3 separate regions of the Mus musculus genome follow, and all the other regions are linked to region 1. Evidence: chromatin contacts called from public Micro-C data. All regions are on one chromosome and are shown on one strand. The core of a region is the stretch at or near the end of the contact, and the rest is flanking DNA. Distances in the headings are between cores, read along the strand shown.

Evidence for each region. Hi-C and Micro-C count contacts between places; a contact is called where the count stands out from the background.
Region 2: a contact with region 1 is called in a Micro-C map of embryonic stem cells, with 9 times the contacts expected there. The contact joins the promoter of Rab40b here to the promoter of Ogfod3 in region 1. A contact is called at or near these places in 3 of 484 Hi-C or Micro-C datasets (all in embryonic stem cells), 1 of 115 datasets of contacts at active chromatin or transcription factors (extraembryonic endoderm stem cells) and 3 of 9 other capture datasets (adipose tissue, liver and pancreatic islet).
Region 3: a contact with region 1 is called in a Micro-C map of embryonic stem cells, with 3 times the contacts expected there. The contact joins the promoter of Fn3krp here to the promoter of Ogfod3 in region 1. A contact is called at or near these places in 1 of 39 promoter capture datasets (pre-B cells), 1 of 484 Hi-C or Micro-C datasets (embryonic stem cells), 1 of 115 datasets of contacts at active chromatin or transcription factors (embryonic stem cells) and 3 of 9 other capture datasets (adipose tissue, liver and pancreatic islet).

Annotation. Positions count from the first base shown.
Region 1 is chr11:121,202,857-121,206,442 of GRCm38.p6, forward strand. It overlaps Ogfod3 (2-oxoglutarate and iron-dependent oxygenase domain containing 3), which reads right to left and starts at 1,792. Exons shown (of 9, transcript NM_025402.2): 1 at 1,633-1,792; 2 at 35-252. The coding sequence starts at 1,706. It also overlaps a transcript of Hexdc not described here.
Region 2 is chr11:121,386,535-121,390,550 of GRCm38.p6, forward strand. Rab40b (Rab40B, member RAS oncogene family) reads right to left here and starts at 1,717. Exons shown (of 6, transcript NM_139147.3): 1 at 1,464-1,717. The coding sequence starts at 1,608. Mir7236 (microRNA 7236) reads right to left here and starts at 670; the gene lies at 611-670.
Region 3 is chr11:121,419,255-121,423,189 of GRCm38.p6, forward strand. It overlaps Fn3krp (fructosamine 3 kinase related protein), which reads left to right and starts at 2,119. Exons shown (of 6, transcript NM_181420.3): 1 at 2,119-2,349. The coding sequence starts at 2,209.

The DNA.
Region 1 (3,586 bases), core at 542-3,041:
CACTCTAATTTACTGAGAAGCCGGTGGCACATACCTTCAAACCTTCGGTGACCATCGTAGTCCTCAGAGCAGGGAACCTCAATGAACCTGCCTTCTAGGACCTCACCACGACGGGCCACAACCTCAGCAACATCATCATCGATCCCCACACTACTCCAGAGCAGACATGTGACCAGAGCAAGGCCGACCCCAAAGGCCACAATCCTTAGCCATGTCCTCTGTGCCTCCCGAGGCAGCCGGTCCTTCTTGGTACTAAAGAAAGAGACGATAACCAGCCACTGGATGCAGCCATCATACTAAGCATGCCAATCAAACTCACAAGATGTTCACACTGGATGCCACCAGGCTTGGGCTGTGTCTACACTGATCTCTGATCAAGATGGATGCATCCCATCAATCCTGAGATATGGGAAGTACTTGTAAGCTAATTATGAGGCAGCTGGTGGGAAGTAGGGCATCTACTTCCATCCACAACTCAAGCTTATCAGGATGCCCACCATCACCACCCCTCAGAAGAGCTTCCCAGGCAGTATATGGACCTGTCTTCTCTGACCAGACAGGGCTGAATATGTGCTTCAATGGGCAAAAAAATTGTGGGCTGACCATAGGTAATTTCTGTCCAGCCCACAGAGCACCTATTTGGAGGATTGTCAGGGCATGTGAGTCTCTGATCACTCATGCATCCATATATGACTGCCCCATCCCAAGCCTGTGTTTCTACACGAACACATGTGTACGTAAACCAGCGTACATGAAGCATATCTACTTAACTCAAATCATAAACCTGGAGCCAGAAAGAGCACAGAAGAATGTCAGAAATGATATGTGTAAGTTTCCTCTACGACCCAGGTCTGTGTGGTCCGGTCCCTGATGAAGCTGTGTCTGTGTCTCTACACTTCTGTGTGTATAACTAGAGTGGCTGAGCTCTGCTGTCCAGGAAAGGTCTCAAAATACATGCAGAATTGTCAGAGTTAGGTCCCTGTCCCTAAGGACTCCGTTTCTTAGTTACCATTTCAGGTGTGGGTTTGACAGAGGCTCACAAGGCCAGTTTTGGATAGGTGAGGTGTGAAAGGCTGGGATGAGGTAACCAGCAGAGATGTGAGGAGACAGACCATGTAGTGGGTGGGGAGTCCTAAAGGCTCAAAAAGGGTCCCTAGCGAGAGAAACCTGTTCACGTGACTGAATGCAGCTCGACTCCAAGAAGAGGTTTCCTGTGGGCAGGGCCTCTGTGCAGAGCTTGGAGGTGGGCAGCCACGTGGACATTTTCACTATAGAAAGGATGCCGCAGGATACACTAACCAAGTCACGCCCCAACACATCAATCACGCCCACACTACCACGCCCTCTCTCTAAATTAAGCCTGCTCAAGTCTCAGTAGGGCTGGTCCCACCTGTCACCTCTAGCCAGGGACCAACCCAGACACGAGTCAGACCCCGCCTTGTCATGAGCACGTCCCACCCCTGTTAGGTCCCACCCCTGGGATGGCCACGCCTCACTCTGCCAAGGACACAGCAATCAAGACCACGCTCTGCCTCCCTCCGACCCCGCCCTCGGAGTGGCCACGCCCACACACACCAGTCAGGCTCCGCCCGCTGTGGCGCGCGGCCTCCCGGTCCCTAAGGATCCCGCTACCTGGTCGCGCGCCGGCGCTCTGCAGCACTACTTCCCTCGGGAATTCTGGGTGGTCCCCTCCGCTGAGGCGCCATCGGGCCCAGCCGTCGCAGAGCCAGCTACGACACGAGAGCCACCAAACTCGGGGCAATAGCTGCGACAGCGAAAGCGAGGCGGGAACGGGGTCGGGACGCGGGAGCGACGCGCTCGGTCTTCGTCCGGCTCACGGCCAGACGAGAGCAATCGGAGGCCGAGCGGTGGCGGGGGTGGGGTGGGGTGGGGGGAGGCGGAGCCTTCTCGGCCCTTGGCACTGCAACCCTGAGGCACCTGCGGAATTCTGTCTTCTCCTGTAGCTGGGCTGCGGCGGCGACGCGGGTGAGTCAAGCCCACAGCCACCGATTGTGCTGGGCCCGGATGACCTGTCTCCTACGGCCGCCGCCCTCTCCTTTCCCCGGCCCCGAGAGCTGCATTGAGAAGCCTGTCAGGGACTTTGAACTGCCTGAGAGTGGCAGGTCGGGCAGGGTTGGGGATTGAGGGCGAGCGTAGGGGGGGTGTGGTTCCTAAGGCTAGGACTTTTGAGTCCTTGCACAGGACGAGCAGGTGAAATCATGCAACTGGATGCACAACTCTGTAATTCTTTTTAATAATCGCTTGTGATTTTACAGAAGGTAGGAAAACTGTTTCTAATATCTTGACTGCTTCAGTGTCCTCCAGAAATGAACTGTAATGGAAACTATAGTCAGTTCTGATATATGTAGAGTTTATTCCCTTTTCAGGTTATTGTTGTTGTTATTTGCAGTAGCCAGGGTGGATCGCAGGGTTCCTGGCATAATGAGCAGCCGGTGCTGTATCACGGAGCTAGTCACCATCTCTCCAAATTACCACTGCCTTAATTGTTTTTCAGTACGAGGAATTGAACCTAAGGCCTTCTGCATGCTAGACAAGTGTTGTACCACTAAGCAATCCAGTCCTTATTTTACTTATTAGTCTGGAGACAGGGTCTTATTAAGTTGCAAAGTCTAGCCTTGACCTTCCTTTATAGCCCAGGCAAGTCTTAAACTTTAATCCTCCTTCCTCAGGAGGGGGTGGGGTGGTGTACTGGCTAGCTTTGTGTCAACTTGACACAGCTGGAGTTATCACAGAGAAAGGAGCTTCAGTTGAGGAAATGCCTCCATGAGATCCAACTGTAAGGCATTTTCTCAATTAGTGATCAAGGGGGAAAGGCCCCTTGTGGGTGGGACCATCTCAGGGCTGGTAGTCTTAGTTCTATAAGAGAGCAGGCTGAGCAAGCCAGGTGAGGCAAGCCAATGAAGAACATCCCTCCATGGCCTCTGCATCAGCTCCTGCTTCCTGACCTGCTTGAGTTCCAGTCCTGACTTCCTTTGGTGATGAACAGCAGTATGGAAGTGTAAGCCGAATAAACCCTTTCCTCCCCAACTTGCTTCTTGGTCATGATGTTTGTGCAGGAATAGAAACCCTGACTAAGACAAATTGGTACCAGGAGTGGGGTATTCCTGTGACAACCTGACCATGTTCTGGGGAGGACTGTGGAAGGACTTTGGAACTTTGGGCTTGAAGATCCATTCGTTGTTAAGAGCTCTGTCAGATGTTGTGTAGGAGCTTGGAAGATAATGTTGAGAACAGTGCAGAAGATGGAGGTTTGGTTTGTGAAATTTCAGAGGGAAAATTAAAGACTCTTTTCAGGGCCATTGCTGTTTTGATTGTGAAGATTCTGTAGTTCTGGTTAGCTGGGGCTGAAGAATCAGCTGTGATTAACAAGATACCAGAACTACTAAAGCAAAAACTTTGCATTACTGGGACTATTGATGCTGGTTAGCTGGAGCTAAGAAATTAGCGGTGATTAAGAAGAGACCAGCATCATTGAGGTGACATCTTCTGGGAGGTGTTTTCTGAGAGCACAGTGGCTGTGTTCCAGATATAGCCAAAGTTGTACCTTGTGCTGTGGCTGGACTTG
Region 2 (4,016 bases), core at 467-2,966, 180 kb after region 1:
CTTCATAACGTTTACCTCACCCCTACTTGTTTATTTTCCTGCTTTTTTTTTTATCTCCCCTCCCTAATTTACTCCCTCCCATTTTGTTTTGTTTTTTTTTCCCCAGACAGGGTCTCATACTGTAGCACAGACTGGCCTCAAACTCATGGCAATTCCCCACCCCCACCCCCCTGCTTCTTGAATGCTGGGATTACAGGTGTGAGCTGCCATACCTGGCTTGCTCTTCCCATGCTCTTTTCTTAGCCCTAAGAGAAATATGTAGTAAATCAAAAAGCCACAATGGCCACAACTACGGCATCAATTCTCCTCAATCTCTTAGACCATGTTGACAACAGAAAACAGACAAAAGCAACAGAAGTGCAGTGGGCCTTGCTCAAGCCAACCAGCAGCAAGTCTGCTCACATGTCATCCACATCTTTCTCTCTGCCCACATCAGTCATTTACTGTGGGACTCACGTCCCCTTTGGGGGCTTGTTAAACGTTTTACTCTTTTGCCTCTGCTGAAGCCTGGGTGTTTCATTGAGCACCAGGACCTGAAGACAGCCCTGTCTTCAGTCACGCCCTTGTTCTCGCAGTAATGCTGTCCAACAGAGCTTTGTCCTAAAGGAAAGGTCTAAATCTGTGCGGTCCAACCTGGTAGTTAAATGGCATTGGACCACACAGTTTTAGGGCCTTGCCTTGTGGCATTGCCAGGGGGCTGGAGATGCAGGAAGCAGTCTGCAAGCCCAAAGAACAGAGGGTGGCAGGCCTCAGGGCAGGGTCTGTATTAGAAAGGTGTGTTGAAACCCCCACAACAACACAATAGGCATTCACTGAAGTCTGTGCACAGCCACAGTCAAAGGGATGGATCACTACGTGACTATTCTTGGATGTTCTGCTCAGGATTCTGCCACTCTGTCTCCTTCCTCTGGGGTGCAAGATCTTAAACTTCAGGCTTCTAGGACACTCACTGCTCACTGCCCTGGAGCCTGAGACGCTCTGGTCTCACCCGTGTCCAGTCTCCTGGACTCCAGTCTCTTAGTTGGGTTCCTTCCTACACCCTAGCCAATTCTACAGGGTCACTTAGATTCCTCTTCCTCCTCTTGGAAGTCCTGTCCACTAGGACACAGAGCTTAGTGCTTGGAATCAAAGGCTGGAGTCTAGTCTTGCTACTCTCTGCTTGCAGTTCCACGCACCAAAAGGTCATAGCCTCAGAGACTGTGGTCTCAGACCTCAGCTCCGTGGACCGCTGTCTCTCTGCCCACGCCTCCTGTAATCCCACACACTTCTCCGAACACGTAGCTAGCACCTGCGATGTCCCTCGACGACCACCCTGAGCTGCTTTGCGGACTCCGTCCACAGAGCGCAGTCTTCCCCAGCATGCGGTTCCTAGCCCTGCCCAGCCGCTCCCGGGACCCACGCTGGAGAGGCCGCTCGCACCGACACCCCAGCGCTGCGCCTCCGGGTGCTGCAGCCGCGCTCACCCGCCGGGTGGCCGTAAGGAGACTCGGCTGCTCCGTCCTGCAAGCTGGCCAGGATCTCTCCCTTGCCCACGTCGCTGTCGCCCACCAACAGGAACTTAAGTAGAAAATCGTAGGCCCGCACCGGGCTGCCCAGGGAGCTCATCATGCCGGCCCAGCCACCCCGCCCATACCGGCCCAAGGCTGCGCGCAGGCGGCGGAGGGTCCCCGAGCGCCGCGGGCCCCTCGAACGCTCCACCGGTCGGGGGAGCTTGACAGCTGAAGAGCCCCGCCCACCTTACCTTGCCATTGGCGAGCCTCAGTTGCTGAGGTATATACACATGCTCATTGGTTAGCAAGCTCGCCCATCTATTTCTTTACGCCTCCGCACCACGCCCACCGCCTCTCCTGGGAGGACTTGTTGCCTAAGCCAATGGAGGTCCGAAGGCCGAGCCAGAAGAAACCGAAGGGGGGGGGAGAGGTTTGCTCCTGCAAACCAATGGAAGAATGGCATAGAGAGGAGGGGCGTGGTCAGTGTTTACTCCCTCCCCTGTATCAGTGCGTAACAGGAGTTGGCTCCAGATTGGTGTGGGAAGTGTTGAATCCCTGCCTGGAAACGAGAATTTGTCCCACAGCTCCACAGAGCTTTGAATGCTAGCGTGAGAGCTTAGCATGTTCATGTGTTCATGTAGGCATCAGATGTAACTAAAGTTACAGGTAGTTGTGAGTTTCAGCACCAAGTGGACACATGGACAAGTGCACCTCTAAAGGTGTCTGCTAGTGGGTGCCTCGAGGTCTCCACGGGTTTCTGTCCATGCATGTCAGTGTGAGTGTGTGTGTGTGTGTGTGCATCGTGTGCCTGTGAGGTTGTTGTCAGAGAGCACATGACGGGGACCTGTCTGTCTCTGATCTCTTTTACCCCAAGGGAGCAGTGAATCTGCTCTCTGTTCAGGAGCACCTCACCAGTGGGAACTAAGTTATTTAGAGTAATCATAGTTTAGCATCCCCGCTACCTACATCTTTATACAACCTGAAGTGGAAGCACCTCTTGCAATCGTGCCTCCTCTCTGTTAAGAAGGATACATTTCCGGATGGAAAAGAAAAAGCAGTGGATGAAAATTACGAAAGCATTTGTGAACATTGTTCTAAGCGCCACAGCTGTGCTGTGATTCAGGACAAGGCCGGTTTGGCTCAGAACAGGCTGGTCTTGGAGCAAGGTGACCGCTGCCTCCCTGCAGGAACACTATCCTTTCAAAGAGTTGACTATAATAAGCTCTAATTACAAGATATGGCTGCCAGTCTAGAATAGGTAATTGAGATAGGGTTTTTCGAGACAGGGTTTCCCTGAGTAGCCCTTTCTGTCCTGAAACTGGCTTTGTAGATCAGGCTGGTCTTGAGATCTGCCTGCCTCTGCCTCCTGAGTGTGGTATTAAAGACATCGGCCACCACTACCCAGCTAGAATGGATGGTCTCGCTGAGCCATTTTTGACTCAGAATACTATCTTTGACTCAAGATTACACTGTTGCTAACCAAGAATACCTGAGCTGTAATTATTTCAGAGGACCATGACATGGCAACAATCGCCCACACAGAAAAACCTTCCTTAGAGAGAGCGCTTTAGAATGTCTGAGTCCAGACAGCCTTTCCCTATTGATTTGCCAACTAAAGCTGCACTAGAGTGTATTAGATAAATTCTACTTTTGCCTTTTTCTGTCACAACTCATATCTCACCAGCCTATCATTGTCATCCATGTGGGATGACAGCATTTGAGGTAAGAGTTTAGCCAGTGTGATGGCTTGCCTGTAATCCTGTGATTGGTAATCTCCTCAACGTGGTAGGATCTGAAATCACCTAAGAATCACACTCCTTGGCATGTCTGTGAGGGTGTTTCCAGAGAGCATTGAGGGAGAAAAGATTAAGTAGCTGCCATCTTACATGAAGATGTACAGACATTAAGAGGTACAAGGAGAAGCAGTATCAACTGACTGCCTTTCTTTCATCTCAACTGTATACATTGTTGCCATAGCCACCTCCACTGCTATCCATCACACTCCAGCTTCCTGTGAGGACTGAATACTGGTAGCTTTCTAGGAATCTTCCAGGTCTTCAGCATTAGACCTGAAGCTGGGTCATCTTGCTTACTGGGGTATTAGGTTCTCAGCCTTTCCATCATGCAAGCTCTATTGTGTAAGTCAGTCTTATAAATCACTCTTTATTTTACACACACACACACACACACACACACACACACCCTCCTCCCCCACACCACAATTAGTTTTGTTCCTCTGAGAATCAGGCTTAATACAAATCCCTACAGTAAGGAGGCTGAGGCAGGAGTATTGTGCATTGGAGGCTAGCCTGGGTTAACTAATGGCTTTGAAGCCAACCAGGACTACACAATGTGACTCTGTGTTAACAAAACAAAACCAACCCCAACACACAAGAATTGTACTTTTGCTACTTGCATCCATCCTGGCTTTATTTTTAATTATTATTTCCAAATATATGTGTCCGTATGTCTGTGTGAATGTACACTGTTGTGTATGTAGATGTCCACAGAAATCTGAAGTGGTCA
Region 3 (3,935 bases), core at 869-3,368, 220 kb after region 1:
TGTTAATCTCATATAATACAAAACTCCTGTATTGGAAGCAGCATGCCCCTCCAGTTTAGGACTTACACACTTAAACAGTCTGAGTCCTGCACTGCAGATCATTGTCACAGACCTGGAAGCTCGGACAGACTGAGAGGACAGCTGAGCTGAGTGCTGGAGGGTGAGCATCCAGGGTATAAGTTATAACTTTGCTCCTGCAGGGGAACGTTTCTCCAGCAAAAATGTTGTAGCTCTGCTCCAGTGGGGGAAAATTTCCTCAAGACAAGTGTTACAGCTCTGCTCCACAAAATCACACTGCACAACAAACCTCATACGAGATATTTATTGGGAGGGAAAACCCAGGAGGGTGGCTGCCTCTGCTTGGATGAGAAGCAGCAGGGAGCAGAGCAGAACACAGGCTTTGTGAGGGGTTTCTTGGGGTGAAGGTGGGGAGCTTTCCAGATTGTCCTGGAGATTGGTGAAATTTTTGTGGCCTAAACTTGGGGCAAGTTTAGAGATTGGCGTGATTTCATGTTCAGGGATTGGTGTTTCTGTTTCTTGGCCCTGGATTTGGCTTGGAGTCAAGTCAGGGTCAAGGTGTTTTTCCCTTTGTCTCTGGTCCTTTTACTCTACGTTTGGGACAGGGAGGGCTGGAGAGGGTCTTTATAACCATTACAGCTAGCAGAATAAGGATAGACAGGCAGAGGCAAGAAGTCAGTTCTGGGTTTTGTTTTGTTTTGTTTTGTTTGTTTGTTTTTGAGACAGGGTTTCTCTGTGTAGCCCTGGTGTCCTGGAACTCACTCTGTAGACCAGGCTGGCTTTGAACTCAGAAATCCACCTGCCTCTGTCTCCCAAGTGCTGGGATTAAAGGCAAGTGTCACCACTGCCCGGTAGTGGCAGTTCTGTTTAATAAGACTAGGTGACTGGCGTTGGTTCAAACTTCAAGTCTGACCCAGTGTAGTTTATTTAGGCATATTTTAGTCGCAGCACAATTTAGTGAAAAATTTCCTGGTGATCAACTCAATCTTGTGTGCAAAATAAAACTTAAGGTGTGAGTATGTTGAAACTCTTTGTGACGTACATGTGACATTGTGAAAGCCAAAGTTATGTTTTAAGTTTTAATTACTATGCCTAAGCGATCCATGAAAAAAAAAAATGCATCTGACCTGTAAGCTCCTTGCCCAAGGACAGATACTTCTTGAAATGCTAAAGGCTATTATTTATGGAAAATAACAAGTCACGAGTTTTCACTTCTTTAAACAAGTTTATTTGGCCCATCTATACCAGATCTGCTTGCTCACACGTGGAAGGGAGGTATATGAGTAGGAAATACGTCAGAATGTATGCTTGCCACTGATTGGACCTGACTGGAAATGCGCTGAATTGTGTTTTTTGCTTTTTTAAGCCCCTGCAAAATCTGACTGGGGCCATTTCCCTGGGAACCTGGGCAAGGATCTGACCAAAGTACATCCACGTGGGCAGTACTTAAAGTATTAAAGCTTACATGAAATTTAATTTAATTTATGTGGTCTTATTCTTGACCAGTGGGATCAACATCTTAAAGATCGGTTCTGTAGATTGACAAACTCATGAGAAGGGTTTGGGAGAGGATCCCGTGTGGTCCAGCACACAGATTAGTACAAAGGTCCTGGGCAACTACATCTGCTCACAGGCTATGCATCCTTTCCTTCGAAGGAACAACTCTGCGTTACATTCCTGGTTCTACTAGTGCTTAACTTGTAGGCACAAGGACCTCCATACCTCCCACAGGAGGGCAGGCCTCCTGGCCAGGGAAATGGTCTCGCGGCCAGCACATCCCTGAGAAAGGATGCGTCATCCTCTGCAAAACCCTAAGGGCTCAGCTTCACCTCGCTGGCGGTTTCAGACAGAACCCGGAGCGGAGGGAGCAACCTCCGTCCTTCTACACAGCTGTCTGGGAATTGTTTTAAACAGGTTTGAATTGAGAGAGTTCAGCACACCAGAGCGGGGAGGCTGGGCGCTCCACCCACTTACCACCCGGCTCCTGCGCTCCAGCAGCCAGAGAAAACTTGGCAGCGGTCTCTCTGCCTCTCAACCAATCCTAACCAGTCAGGCCACGCCCCTCCCAAAGGTTTCCCCGCCCCTTCCTTCTTGTCACCCAATCCCGTCACTGGTCTGTGTCTACCCCGCCCCGCCCCTGTACCCGCTTCTGCTCCAGGCCTGAACTGGGTCGGCTGGGGAACTGCTCTCATGGAGACCCTGCTTAAGCGGGAGCTGGGCTGCAGCTCGGTCAAAGCTACGGGTCACTCGGGAGGCGGGTGCATTAGCCAGGGCCAGAGTTATGACACGGACAAAGGACGAGTGTTTGTGAAAGTGAACTCCAAGGCAGAGGTAGGGCCACCGGCGCTGGGTGAGGGTCGGGCTCGTTGACCCGAGGCTAAAATGGGGCGGTGGTTTGGGTCCGGGGTGTGTGAGATCCTGAGCTGACCCGGGTTGGGTAGCGCTAGAGACTCAGTCTTCAGCGACAGTCTCTGCCCGCTGTCCACAGCCCGGCGATTTCCCTTTGGCCTCCGGCTTCCCTGCCCTTGCCCGCTGTGCCCGCTAAGGCAACGGTGGCTATGCAGGTGCAGCGCGTGGTATTCAGAGATTGCTATGCCCGCTTCTTTGAGAAAGCCTTCACGTCTGGCTGGTTAGTTTTGAGAAACGCCAGAGTACTCGTGTTTATCTGGAGCTTATTTCAAAACTCAGATCAAAGATCTTAAAGGATCAAAATAACACACTCATCCCACCACGTTCTGTTTGAGAGTGAACTTTTTCTGAAGCGCCCAATGGAAGATAGGGTGAGAGCCCCAAGGCTTCAGTTGTGTTCCTGGTTGCTGCTGTCCCTTTGTCATTTTAAGCTGTTCACTCCAGGTTTTGTTTGGAAGGGACGTGGATGGCTTCTGTAGAACTTGGCAAAGTTTTTTTAAAGACGAAACTGAAGGTGTTTATCTTCTTGTTAAGCCCTACACACCCTCCACGTTAGAGTTGGTTTCTGTCACTAAGGCTGACTTCCAAACTCAACCCTTTTGTTTCTGTCTCTTGGAGTGCTGGGATTGCAGGTTCTAGCCACGAGCCTAGCTTTTTGCATTTGTGGTCATTTTTCTTTCAAGAAAGGAACCTGCCTCTCCCATGTGTGTTAACCTTTGGAATACCCTTATTTTCTCAGGACTTGCCTCAACCCCTGTCTTCAGCCATCAGTTTGCCCTCAGCCACAGTCTTCGTGGTCTCCTGCATGTTCTACAGCTGGGCCTCTCTGTTCTGGTTTTGCTTGTTTTTATATAGTAGCCTTTCTCTACAGCCCTCAGTATTTCCACTTTGATTTGTTTTTTCTTTGTGATGACAGGTTGAACCCAGAGCCATGCACATCCTAAGCAAGTATGATACATACCACTGAGCTGCATCTTCAAACTAGTGGTGTGTGTGTGTGTGTTTTCTGTTGTTTGGAGTTGAGTTCAGGCTCTTTTCTCTCTTTTTCTTTTTCTTGTCTTTTTTCTTTTTGGTTATTGTTTAATTTCTTGAAACAGGATCTCACTACGTAGCCCAGAATGGCCTTGAACTGACAGAGATGTGCCTACTTCCTTCGAGTTTACATTCTCTCTCGCAGGAAGTGGGGTTTGCTTGTTTTGAGGCAGTTTCCATCTGTATGTAGCCCAGGCTAGTCTGGAACTTACTATGGAATCCTCAGCCTCTCAAGTGGTAGGATTCCATATGTTAGCCAGCATGAACTGCCGAGTTCTTTTTTAAAAGATTTATTTATTTATTCAGTTTTAAAGACAATACGTATGTGTGTATATGTGGTGTAGGATGTGTGTGTGGTGCCCGTGGAGACCAGAGACATCAGAGCCTCCTGAAGTGGGAATCACAGGTGGTTATGACCTACCTGATGTGGGGGGTAGGAATTGAACTCGGAACCTCTGCAAGAGCAGTATGCACTT